Regions from separate parts of the Sus scrofa genome. Here region 1 is linked to region 2. A link is a contact called in public Hi-C data. All regions are on one chromosome and are shown on one strand. Each heading gives the region's core, a stretch centred on a gene start, on an enhancer-like site or on the middle of the called end of the contact. The rest is flanking DNA. Distances are from core to core; before and after follow the strand shown. Region 1 has its middle 75 kb from the start of KLF7. Region 2 has its middle 53 kb from the start of CPO.

Region 1 (5,272 bases), core at 861-3,360, 230 kb after region 2:
AAAGCAACCTGAGTCAGTTTGCATGGAGAGAAGGCAGGGAACCTTAGGAAAGAGCCTGGAGTGTGAACCAGACTCAGCAACAGCCCTTGAAAAGCCGAAGGAAGTCATGGTTCTGGCTGAAGCTCGTGGAAGACATTAGAAGGCTCCCATTTCAGCTCAGGAATATATTTGGATGAAAGGGAGAGGGGATGGAGGGAAACTTTGCAAACTTTCATGGAGTTGGTGGCAATTACTAAAGGTAATGAGACCATATTCTTGCTCACCTTCTAGTAAAGCTTGGGGACCCATTGGTTACAACAGAGTACTATATACTCTACTTCCTTTTTAAGGGTGTCAGGAGATATCTGATCTGCCAGAGCCTGTCCTGCTACCCTGTCTCTGACCTAGAGATCAGAAGCCAGTAAGTTGGCACCATCCAGCATCTGAGCCTCTGTGGCTACAGAGACGTGTCCTCTCCCTATACAGAGAAACAGGAAGCAGTCTGTAACCACTGGGTCCACACAGACCCTTCATCCCATCATGAAAGCCACCTCTGCCATCCAAAGCCTTCCCTTGCTCCAGCAAGGATGACAGGAAGCCTTTACTCTGCATGTGCATCCAGCGTGAGCCTCAGCATCTGCATTCAAATGCTGTCTTTATTGGACTCTGCCCACCTCCAGCCAGAGAGGATGACAAGCAAAGCCTACCACAGAGATCTTTTCATGTTTTTAATCATCCCAGGCATGCCTCTGGTTTCCTCCCCGACCCTCCAAGCTTGCAATCTGTTTCCTTCTGTGGTGAGGCTGGGCAAGTCCCCTGCCTGGGTTGGAGAGCTGTGAGTCATGAGTCCTGCCGCTTCACCCACAAGTTCCAAACAGCCTAGCAAGATCCAACTCTGACCCCACAGAGTTCTCCATCCACGACGGGTGCCTTCAGGAATGTGTCTGCGGGAAGCAAGAGAACTTTCAAATACGGTGCAACAGAGTCATTGATGTTTTCTCCCTCCTATGCTGGATTGCAAGACACCCCCAAAGGCTAGTCGGCTCCACAATTAGGTAGGCACAGAGAGAGACCTGAGTCCAACTCTGAGCCATTTCAATCCATTTTAGAGCTGACTTGCTCAGAGAATGGAAAGGAACAAGGCTCTCAGTGGAGATATCATGTAGCTATGGCCTACAAGCATTTTTTTAATAGGTAAAATTTAGAAAGAATTTGAATATTTTATGCCGGGGAGATAGATTGTCAAGAGAAATGGTTGGGGAAAGGAAACATTCAGTTCAAGTGATTCCAAAGGACATTTAACTGATCTAAATATTTGTCAAGCTGACTCACTACATCCACCCTCACCTGCCTGAAATCAATATGTTCAAGTCAAACACAGTCGTTTGCCTCCGAGTGTAGAGAAAGAACTTAAACCTGAACTGGCAGCCAGGAAGGGGAGAGAAGAGTCGGACTGGGAGCCAGGCTAGAGAAGCTTTTTCCTCTAAGGGAGAGACCTAAAACAAGTTGTTGATCCCCCTAGAGTTAGCTTTCAAAGTCTGTAATCCCACAGCAAGCTTCGGCTCATCTAGATGCCATGAATAAACGGTTAAATACTGAGGAGAGCATTTTTTTTTGGAAAAGTGTATGAACATATCTGTTAGAACAAATGCTTTCTCTTCTTGCTCTAGCTTTGAATTTCTCAGGACGAAGACGTACTACTTTGCACAGAAAGCATGGACAAGGCCAGGCATGCTGTTTACCCACTTTTTAAGGAGTTCCCTTAAGATACCTATGTCAAGGCCTTTTCATTCTGAGTCATTTGACTTCTATTCCAAAAACGAAATGGGAGAGGAAAAAAAAAAAAAAAAAAGAGCCCTTTGATTTAACACTGTTTTTCACCAGATGCCTGTAACTTGGGAGCCGTCTGGCACTGGAAATACCCCTGATGCTGCCACATTCTGAGATGGGTTCGCAGAGGCATAGCACCTCCTTAGGCCCTGCCCTGAATGCAAAATGGAACTAGGTGCTGGCCCCCTGAGAGTGAAGAAGAATCAAGGAGGACTGGGGGTCCTGAGGCTCCGACTGGTCACAGATGTGTCTGCACAGCTGTGTGGACAGCAGGGTACCCAGAGGCCAATTCCTGTCACTCCTGACTCACTGCTACTGTGACCAAGGACATGCTGGATCTTGCGACCAGCCCTATACTCAAGGACAGATGGAAAGGCACTTTGGGGCCTCACTCAGGTTCTTATTCTCTCCTCTACGAAAGGCAGTATAGCCATGAGAAGTGACCACTTCTGCTGTCATCGTTAATGTGGTAGAGAATTGCAAAAATCCCTTCTCATTCCCCCCACCCCCCTGCCCCTGTCCTTTCCCTCTCCTTGTAGCCACACCTTTGCAACATGACTTTGCATTTCCTCCCATAAGTAAGTGGAGTTAATTTCCCCACCCTTTAATCTGGGCTGGCTTTATGACTCACTTGGACCAAGTGATGGTGTGCCAGCTCTAAGCCTCAGCCTCGAGAAGTGCTGAGCCCTTCTGCTCTCTCTCTCTTGAACTCCATGATTCCATGAAGAACCTGGGATTGTTGAACAAAAGACACGCACAGCCCAGTCCACTGTCACCCTGCTGATAGCCACACAAATGCCAGACTTCAGAGAAAGGGAGCCCTTCCTAGACCAAGCAGCCCTCAGCCCACCTACCAGCTGAGACAGGAGTGAGCCAAACCAACATCAACCAAATTTGGCCCAAGTCAGCACAATCACCCAGCTGACCTGTAGACTTGTGAGTGACAGTAAATGCTTGTTGTTTTCAGTCACCAAGTTTTGAGGTGACTGGTCTTACAGCAATAGTCAACTGATGTCCTCATTCATTTGAGGGAGAGGGAGCGCACATGATAGGGTGGAGTAACACGACCCTTCAGGCATTAACATATTCATTCCACAGAGAGTGGATGAACTACTATAGAACTCAGGTATCATTCCAAGCTCTGGGGATCCAATGACCCTGCTTTCTTAAGAGTTTGCATTTCAGTGGGTGAAGATCAACTACAAATAAATAAGTGAGTAAGTAAATACAAATATTGGCTAGTACACAATATACAGACCATTTGAAAGGGTATACACTAAAGAGTAACTGTGTGGTTACCTCAGGTTTATGGCCAGGGAAGTCTCATTGAAGAAACATTTAGACTGAGAGCTGAGGTACAATGTAGAGTGAGCCATGTGAATATGAGGAGAAGAGCACTCTGAGCAGATGGAAGCGCAAGTGCACCCTGTGGCTGGACCACGGGGTGGCTCAGCAACAGAGAGAAGACTATATATCTAGAAACCATGGGAAAGGAAAGAGGGGTGGGTAGGGGCAAAGAACAGGGCATGTAGGCCTTTCAAACCAGGAAAAATAATTCAGATTTTATGCTAAATGCACTAAGCAAGCTATCATCGTTTTTTAAATCAAGAGAGAGTAACATAATCTGACTAATGTTTAAACGAATCCCTTTGGCTGATGGGCACAGAGTGGCTATTAATGGGCAAAAGTGGAAGAAGGGAATCAGTTAAGAAGCTCCTGCAATCGTTCAGCCTGAGCCAGGGTTATAGTAATGGAGATTAAGAGAAGAATGTTTTAAGGGAAGAAGTGACAGGACTTGGGATGAACTGGATGTGGAAGATAAGGGAGAGAAAGGAATCAAGGGTAATGCCCAGATCTTTGTTCCGTAATTAGATGAGCTGAAATACAAGGGGGGAGGGGAGGGCAGGCTTGAGGGCTGGGCATCAGAGTCTGAGATGTCTATTAGAACAGGGGAGAGGCCAAGTATGTGAGGGCCACGTGGGCCTGGAGTCCTGGGGTAGGGTCGTCACTGGAGGAGTAGGGTGGGGGTCACAGGCAGGAAGATGATAAAAGCCTTGGGTTGCATGAGGTCACCTGAGGTCAGTGATTACAAGAAAGAGGCGCCCAGGACAGAGACCTGGGACAGGCCAACATTTACAGGTTGAACATTGAGAAGAAGCCAGCAAAGGAAACTGAGAAGGACAGCCTTTACCAGGGCAAATAAGGAAGTACATACAGCGTCACACAAACCAAGTGGGTAGAACGGCAAGAAGAGATGGTGGTCAATAGCCCTACATGCTCCTGACCAATATGGAAGACAGGAACCTTTCTGAAATCAGCAAACATTCAAAGGCCTTTTCCCCTTTTTAGGGCAGAAACACAGCTCAGAACATAGAGTGGATTGCAAAGTTATTTTCTGAGCTCTCTGTCTCTGCTGGCTTCTGCCACTGGATAGCTGGGACTACTTTACACCAACTGCCCCTGCCCCTCTTAAACCCAGTTCTTCTACCTTCAGTTATTTTCCAAACTCTGCCTCTCTCCACAGGCCTTGAAATATGATGACCCATCAAGTGAGTTGATGCAGACTCTCTAGAAACTATAAGCTTCAGAAGGATGACGGTGGTGTCCACATTGTTGGCACTCTATCCCAGTCCCTGGTACAGTACCCATCCACAAATGAACTCAATCACTGAGTGCATGAAAGTACATCTAGTCCCATTTGATCTCCTACCATCAGTGCTGTACTTGGCTTCTCCTGGTAACCATGCTGCCCCTACCTTACCCCCCTGCGGACAGATAAAAGGCTTTTCTTTAACATCCCTCAAGCTGAGTTTTCTAAAGTTTGAGATCCTATCTTGCTTCTCAGTCTTTATAGGGTAGGATGGTGCTGCTAAGGCCAGTTCCCCAGGACCACTACTGACTTCTCTGAAGTGGGCTTCTCATTGGCTGTTGGGACTTTCCTGGTGGCCTGCTCATCCCCATAACTAGGACAAGTCAGACTCTTAACTATGTTTAAGGGACTCATCTCCCCAGGACCCTACCTTTAAGATTTTCTAAGTGTTCATTGTTGTGGAATTTTTCAGCTGTTTTGTATTCAATTCATACACATACAAGGTTTGGATGGCTGGATGCTAGGAGGAGTCTGTGTCAGCTTGACCTGAAATGTTGTCTGCTAAAAGTCAAAGTTAAAATACCTGACACTAATATCTGGGAACGTCCACGTGACCTTTTAACCCCCAAAAGGGTGTTACTTTTGCCTCCAACTCTGACCTGGATGTTTATTTGTGAATTAATATCAGAATTTACACTTCCAGTAGTTCATGTGGACCCTGTCTCAAAGGAAGGCATTTGGAAACCATTCCAACCTAACATAGAGCAACTTACCTGCTAATTCCCAGTGCAATTCTGGTTTTTTGGACAGTCAGGTATTAGGAGGCGGAGGACTAAAAAGTTAACCTCATATGACCTGAACAAAGGATCATTC
Region 2 (5,085 bases), core at 2,282-4,781:
TTTTGCCTCATGCCTGGAGGTTATAGTCCCCCTGGATAGTTTTTTAAGATATTAATTCCAGTTATTATCATGGTTAGCGATCTCTTTGTTTCTCTTCTCCATCTAGGGTGCCTAATGCTATCTTTGACCAGATGGAGAATGCAATTAAAATAAATATAATGTAATATAAAAATAAAACAGAACATATTGCTTTTGCAGGGCAATCTGGGACCAAGATTTTCTGCAGTGGAAATTACTGGCTAAATAAACCTATCTCCTCATTGACACAAGCTGAGAAGAGAGATGGGTTATAACAAAAAAAAAGAGAAAGAAATGTGATTATTTCCTAAATCGAGGGAAGAGGAGTTTTGCCCAAATGGAAAACTGTTGAAGTAGAAAGTGTCTTTATTTTTTTTTTTTTTTCCTTTTTCTTTTTACGTGAACACCATCAGCAAATTCAATAGCATCACAGTCCAGGTGCCACAGGGGATGAAAAGATGAATAAGGGGAGTCATCTCCCTAAAAAAGCTTCCAGTTTGGGTGGAGAGAATACGCATACATGGAAGGAAAAATAGAACTACACGGCAGGTGAACTTGAACAAAGCGATTGTTGTGGCTCTATTCTGGCAGAGGCTCTACTCTCTTGGATTGCTGCATGAGAAACATCCTTCCCAACCAGACACTTCTGGTCCGGGGTAGCTGGATAACAACCTTGGCTACTTAATCATCATACATACTGCTTCAGTGAAGAGATTTTTAGTACAAGTAACAACTTCAGATGTGTGAAAATAAGAATTTATGGAAAGGATCCTTGTGCATCTCATAGAACTCAACAACCCATAGGCTCCAGGAAAAAAGGAAATAGGGATTAGACAATCCATAAGAACTAAGGGGACTGTTGCCAATCTTTCTGTGAGCATCAGGTCACTTGCCTCTACTTCTCTCCAAGTGCCTGTTTTATTTGTTTCTTTCTTCACCCCAGCTCCTTTTGTACATGGTGGAACATCGCAGGCCCAGCCCTAGAAGCATAGTACCTCCCTTGGAATCAAGGCTTCCAACAAACTGATTACCACCCTAGGTCTGAAATCCTTGGGAAGACTCTCATCAACCCAGATTGGGTCCTCTGTTCATCTCTGACCCAATCAGCTATGTCCAGTGAAAGTGTCAGTCAGTACACATACAGTCATAGAAGCCCAACCATTTCAGTGAGGGGACGGCTCTTAGAAGAATGATGGAATTGCGGCGAGGCAGACATGATATACGACATTTAAAATTAAAAGACTTGATCATTAATTTTTTAAATGGCCTTCTTTGTTCTGTTCAGTCGTTTATAAACACAGAATTCCATAGGGAAGGATTTTGAAAAGTATTTCTCTGTAAGATGTCTTTAAAGATACTAAAAGGTATCTTTATGATCTGGATTCAAAACTCAGGTTTTGTGGTTTCCTTTAATATGTCAGGAAAGTCACTTTACCTCCTTAAGCTTCAATTTCTTCTGAAAACTGAAATGCCTACTTAGATTTCCTTTAGGTTCTTCTACTTAGGTTATACCAAAAGGTCTTCTACTACAAAAAGCTAGTTACAGAATTCCCGTCGTGGCTCAGTGGTAAACGAATCCGACTAGGAACCTCGAGGTTGCAGGTTCGATCCCTGGCCTTGCTCAGTGGGTTAAGGATCCGGTGTTGCCGTGAGCAGTGGTGTAGGTCACAGACGTGGCTCGGATCCCACGTTGCTGTGGCTCTGGCGTAGGCTGGTGGCTACATCTCCGATAGACCCCTAGCCTGGGAACCTCCATATGCCACGGGAGGGAGCAGCTCAAGAAATAGCAAAAAGACAAAAAAAAAAAAAAAAAAAAAAAAAAAGCTAGTTGCAACTTATATTAGTTTTGGCAGTTGACTAAATAGTTTTATTTATGGTCCTTTCTGTGGTTACAAGCCCATGAAAGATGAGCTTATCCTTAACTAGAGTTTTCGATGAGTCATTGACACATAGAACTCAACCATTTGGAACTGTGTTTCCCATTTCCAAAACCTGAGAGCAGGACCGACACAGTGTGTGTCAAAGTCTATAGCCTCAAGAGAAGGCCCTTCTATGGTCTTTACTATTTTCAACTCTTCTCTCTTTAAAACCCATACACACACTAAATCAGCATATCAAAGTTAGGAGAAGCAAAGTTCTGGGAAGGAATTAAACAGGGAGGCTTGGAAAAGATTAAAAACCATTTTCAGCCTTATCGCATGCTGAGAGGAATATCTGAAAAGTCATAAAAGGAGGGGAATAAGTATCTGTGCCGTGGAAAAGTCTGATCAGAGGTCATACTGCAGTCATGGTTTGGTATTTCTGTTGATTCTTTTTTTTTTCTTTTTTTGTCTTTTTAGGGCCACATGCACGGCACATGGAAGTTCCCAGTCTAGGGGTCGAATCGGAGCTATACCTGCTGGCCTATACCACGGCCACAGCAGTGTGGGATCTGAGCTCTGTCTACAACCTACAGCACAGCTCACGGCAATGCTGGATCCTTAACCCACTGAGCAAAGCCAGGGATCGGACTCAAGTCCTCATGGATACTAGTTGGGTTCGTTAACCACTGAGCCATGACGGGAACTCCTTTCTGTTGATTCTTGATTTAACTTTAACCCGTTATAGATCTTTCGTTCTGGTTATTCTTGAATATTTTGAGTGTTGACAGAGCATACTGGACAGAACATGCTCTCACATCTTGAACATTTATCACACGACAACCACTTTACGTAATATAAGGATAACCACGTAATCCTTATATTAGTCTCATAAGGCAGCTATTATTTTTGTTACTTTGCAGATGAGCTAATGAAAGCTTAGAGCAGTCGAGTGGCTGAGCATAGTCATGCAACTAGGGCGCCTACATCTGTCCATGGCTGGACCATATCCCAGCTCTGTCTACTACACAAAGGCTGATGACTCCCTTAAAGTTTATCATGTTCTAGTTGATGGTTTCACATCTAACAGAAAGAACTACTGGAAATGCACAGGTTCTAGGACCTGCCTCTGAACCTGGCAGATATGCGAATTTTGGAAAATCTCTTGACTTCTGCTAACCCATTTTCTTCATTTACGACAATGGGACACTGCACTACATGTAAAGGAGATCAAGCCCCATGTCAAAGTACTGAAACAGTGAGGGGCTACTTGGCAGTGGGTCTTCCTTGGGACCCTCACCATTGCAATTTCTCTGCTTCTTGGCACTCATCGTCAGAGAAGGAACCAGTAAAAGAAAACAATATCCTCTGTTTCCTTTCACTTCGCAGCTATCAGGAGACAGCTTGGAAATGTCTATGAAAGTCTGGGTGGCGATAGAAGGGGAAAAGTTAGCTCTATTTTTAATAACTTGGTATTTTGGCTCTTGATTGAATCATCACTGTTCTTCCCCTGCCAGCTCCTTCTTTGCATATACAGGGCTCTCCCTCTGCTCCTGCAGCCAGAAGATGGAGCCGAGTCCCCTTCGGAGCCGACCCTTCAGTCCTGCGGAGCAGAGGCACTGTTTGTTGATACTGTGCAGAGAGCACCACACTGGGGAGCCACAAGGCCTGGGTGCTGGCTTCTACTGTGCCAGGGAGCTGGCTTCTACTGTTCCTTAGTAGCCAGGGAGTCAGTCCTCATCTCTGAACCTCAGTTTCCCGGTCTGTAAAATAAGAGGTCTGGAGAGAAATATCTCCCTGGGGCCTTCCCAATATCACGTTTCATGACTCTGCATGAGAAGAATGCAGGATTTGCCCTCAGGATTTACCTGGTTTCCTCAGCCAAGGCTTTCTAGACCTTTTGGCCCTGAGAACGCTAAAAGATGTTTTCTTTATCCCTCTGTCCCCGCTGCTTTCTGAGCCATGAGGTCAATGCAAGGGGATGAGCTGTAAAGTCAGTGTGGAGCGTGATGGGTGGAATTCACTTCCTACGTGATTTGCACATTTCATTGTGACCTTTTGTGGTTCGCTCTGGAGTTTTGCTGACTTCTACACAAAAGAGGCATGCACTTTAAGGGGTTCCTTTTGCACAGTGAGTACTTGAATATAACGCTAGGTATGAAAGACCCCTCTGGATTGTGCAAACCAGGGGCTTGCTAGAGTGGTGGGTGGGGAATCTGCACTGCAGGAGGGGCTTGGGTGCACTTGCTGGTAACCACTACACACGGGGGGTCAAAGGGCACAACCTGGTGGGCACCTGGTTCAGAGGTTTCACTTTCAATTCAGAGATTTCAAATTCCAGCATCCCCACTTACTTGCCATTTGATCTCAGGCAAGGTATTTAAAACCTCTCTGTGCCTCACTTTCTCATCTGCAGGAAGAAGAGAACATTCCTTCCTACCTCACGAGATTGTTGTTGAAGATAAAATTTCATCTTTCATAGAAAATGCTTAGCAGAGTTCCTAGTACACAGTAAGTATCCAAAACAAGTTGGTTAATATGATTATCCCTCAAAACACATACACACAATAAATTCAAGAAAAACGATGTTTTGATTATAAAACACAAAGACCATTTCCCTATTGCATAAGCAAAACAATTATGGTTTTTCATTTCTTTGAGTTTCAAGCAAAACTATGGGTATAAAATTCAGAGCAGGGCCAAATTGAATTTCCAGGAAAGTAATATCTGAGAAGCTTTTAAGCAAGAGAGAGGTTTGCTGGCTGAAAGGCATAAACACATCTTAATCTTGGAATCAGAATGGGTGCAGACAGTATGGCTGGCCCCTGACCGCTTATTGATGAACTTCCACCTGCATGAAGACCAGGGTACACTGGCCAAATTGAACGTCACTCCATGCTTCTGCTCCCTGTCCCTTTATTTCTTTTCTCTAATGGGAGATTTACATCCCCAGAAGGAGCTTGGGAAAACTGGGTGATTCATGGAATAAAGATTTCATGGAGAATGTGGCAGTGATGGGGGTGGATCACACTGGATATCGTGGGCACGCTACTTATGTGTAAGATTATCTGCCCACATGCCAGGATCACATATATAAATAGCTACAGGGATCAGGCAGACAACATAACTGAGTGAAATGGTACTGGCTGGAGACAAAAACACATATCCTCTCCAGAGAAGGCAAGCACGACTCTGTGCCAAGCTATTG

Evidence for each region. A called contact is a pair of places that touch in the nucleus more often than the background predicts.
Region 1: a Hi-C map of embryonic fibroblasts shows a contact between it and region 2, with 2.6 times the contacts expected there. The contact joins two enhancer-like sites. A contact is called at or near these places in 2 of 47 Hi-C or Micro-C datasets (embryonic fibroblasts and fibroblasts).

Annotation. Positions count from the first base shown.
Region 1 is chr15:110,451,406-110,456,677 of Sscrofa11.1, forward strand. No RefSeq gene overlaps it. Among named protein-coding and RNA genes, the nearest start is that of KLF7, 75 kb to the left of the region's middle. Within about 2 kb of position 2,111, at least 17 of the 83 cell types and tissues checked have an H3K27ac peak or open chromatin away from gene starts, as enhancers often do. A contact at or near this core is called in embryonic fibroblasts, where this site is marked.
Region 2 is chr15:110,215,185-110,220,269 of Sscrofa11.1, forward strand. No RefSeq gene overlaps it. Among named protein-coding and RNA genes, the nearest start is that of CPO, 53 kb to the left of the region's middle. Within about 2 kb of position 3,532, at least 11 of the 83 cell types and tissues checked have an H3K27ac peak or open chromatin away from gene starts, as enhancers often do. A contact at or near this core is called in embryonic fibroblasts, where this site is marked.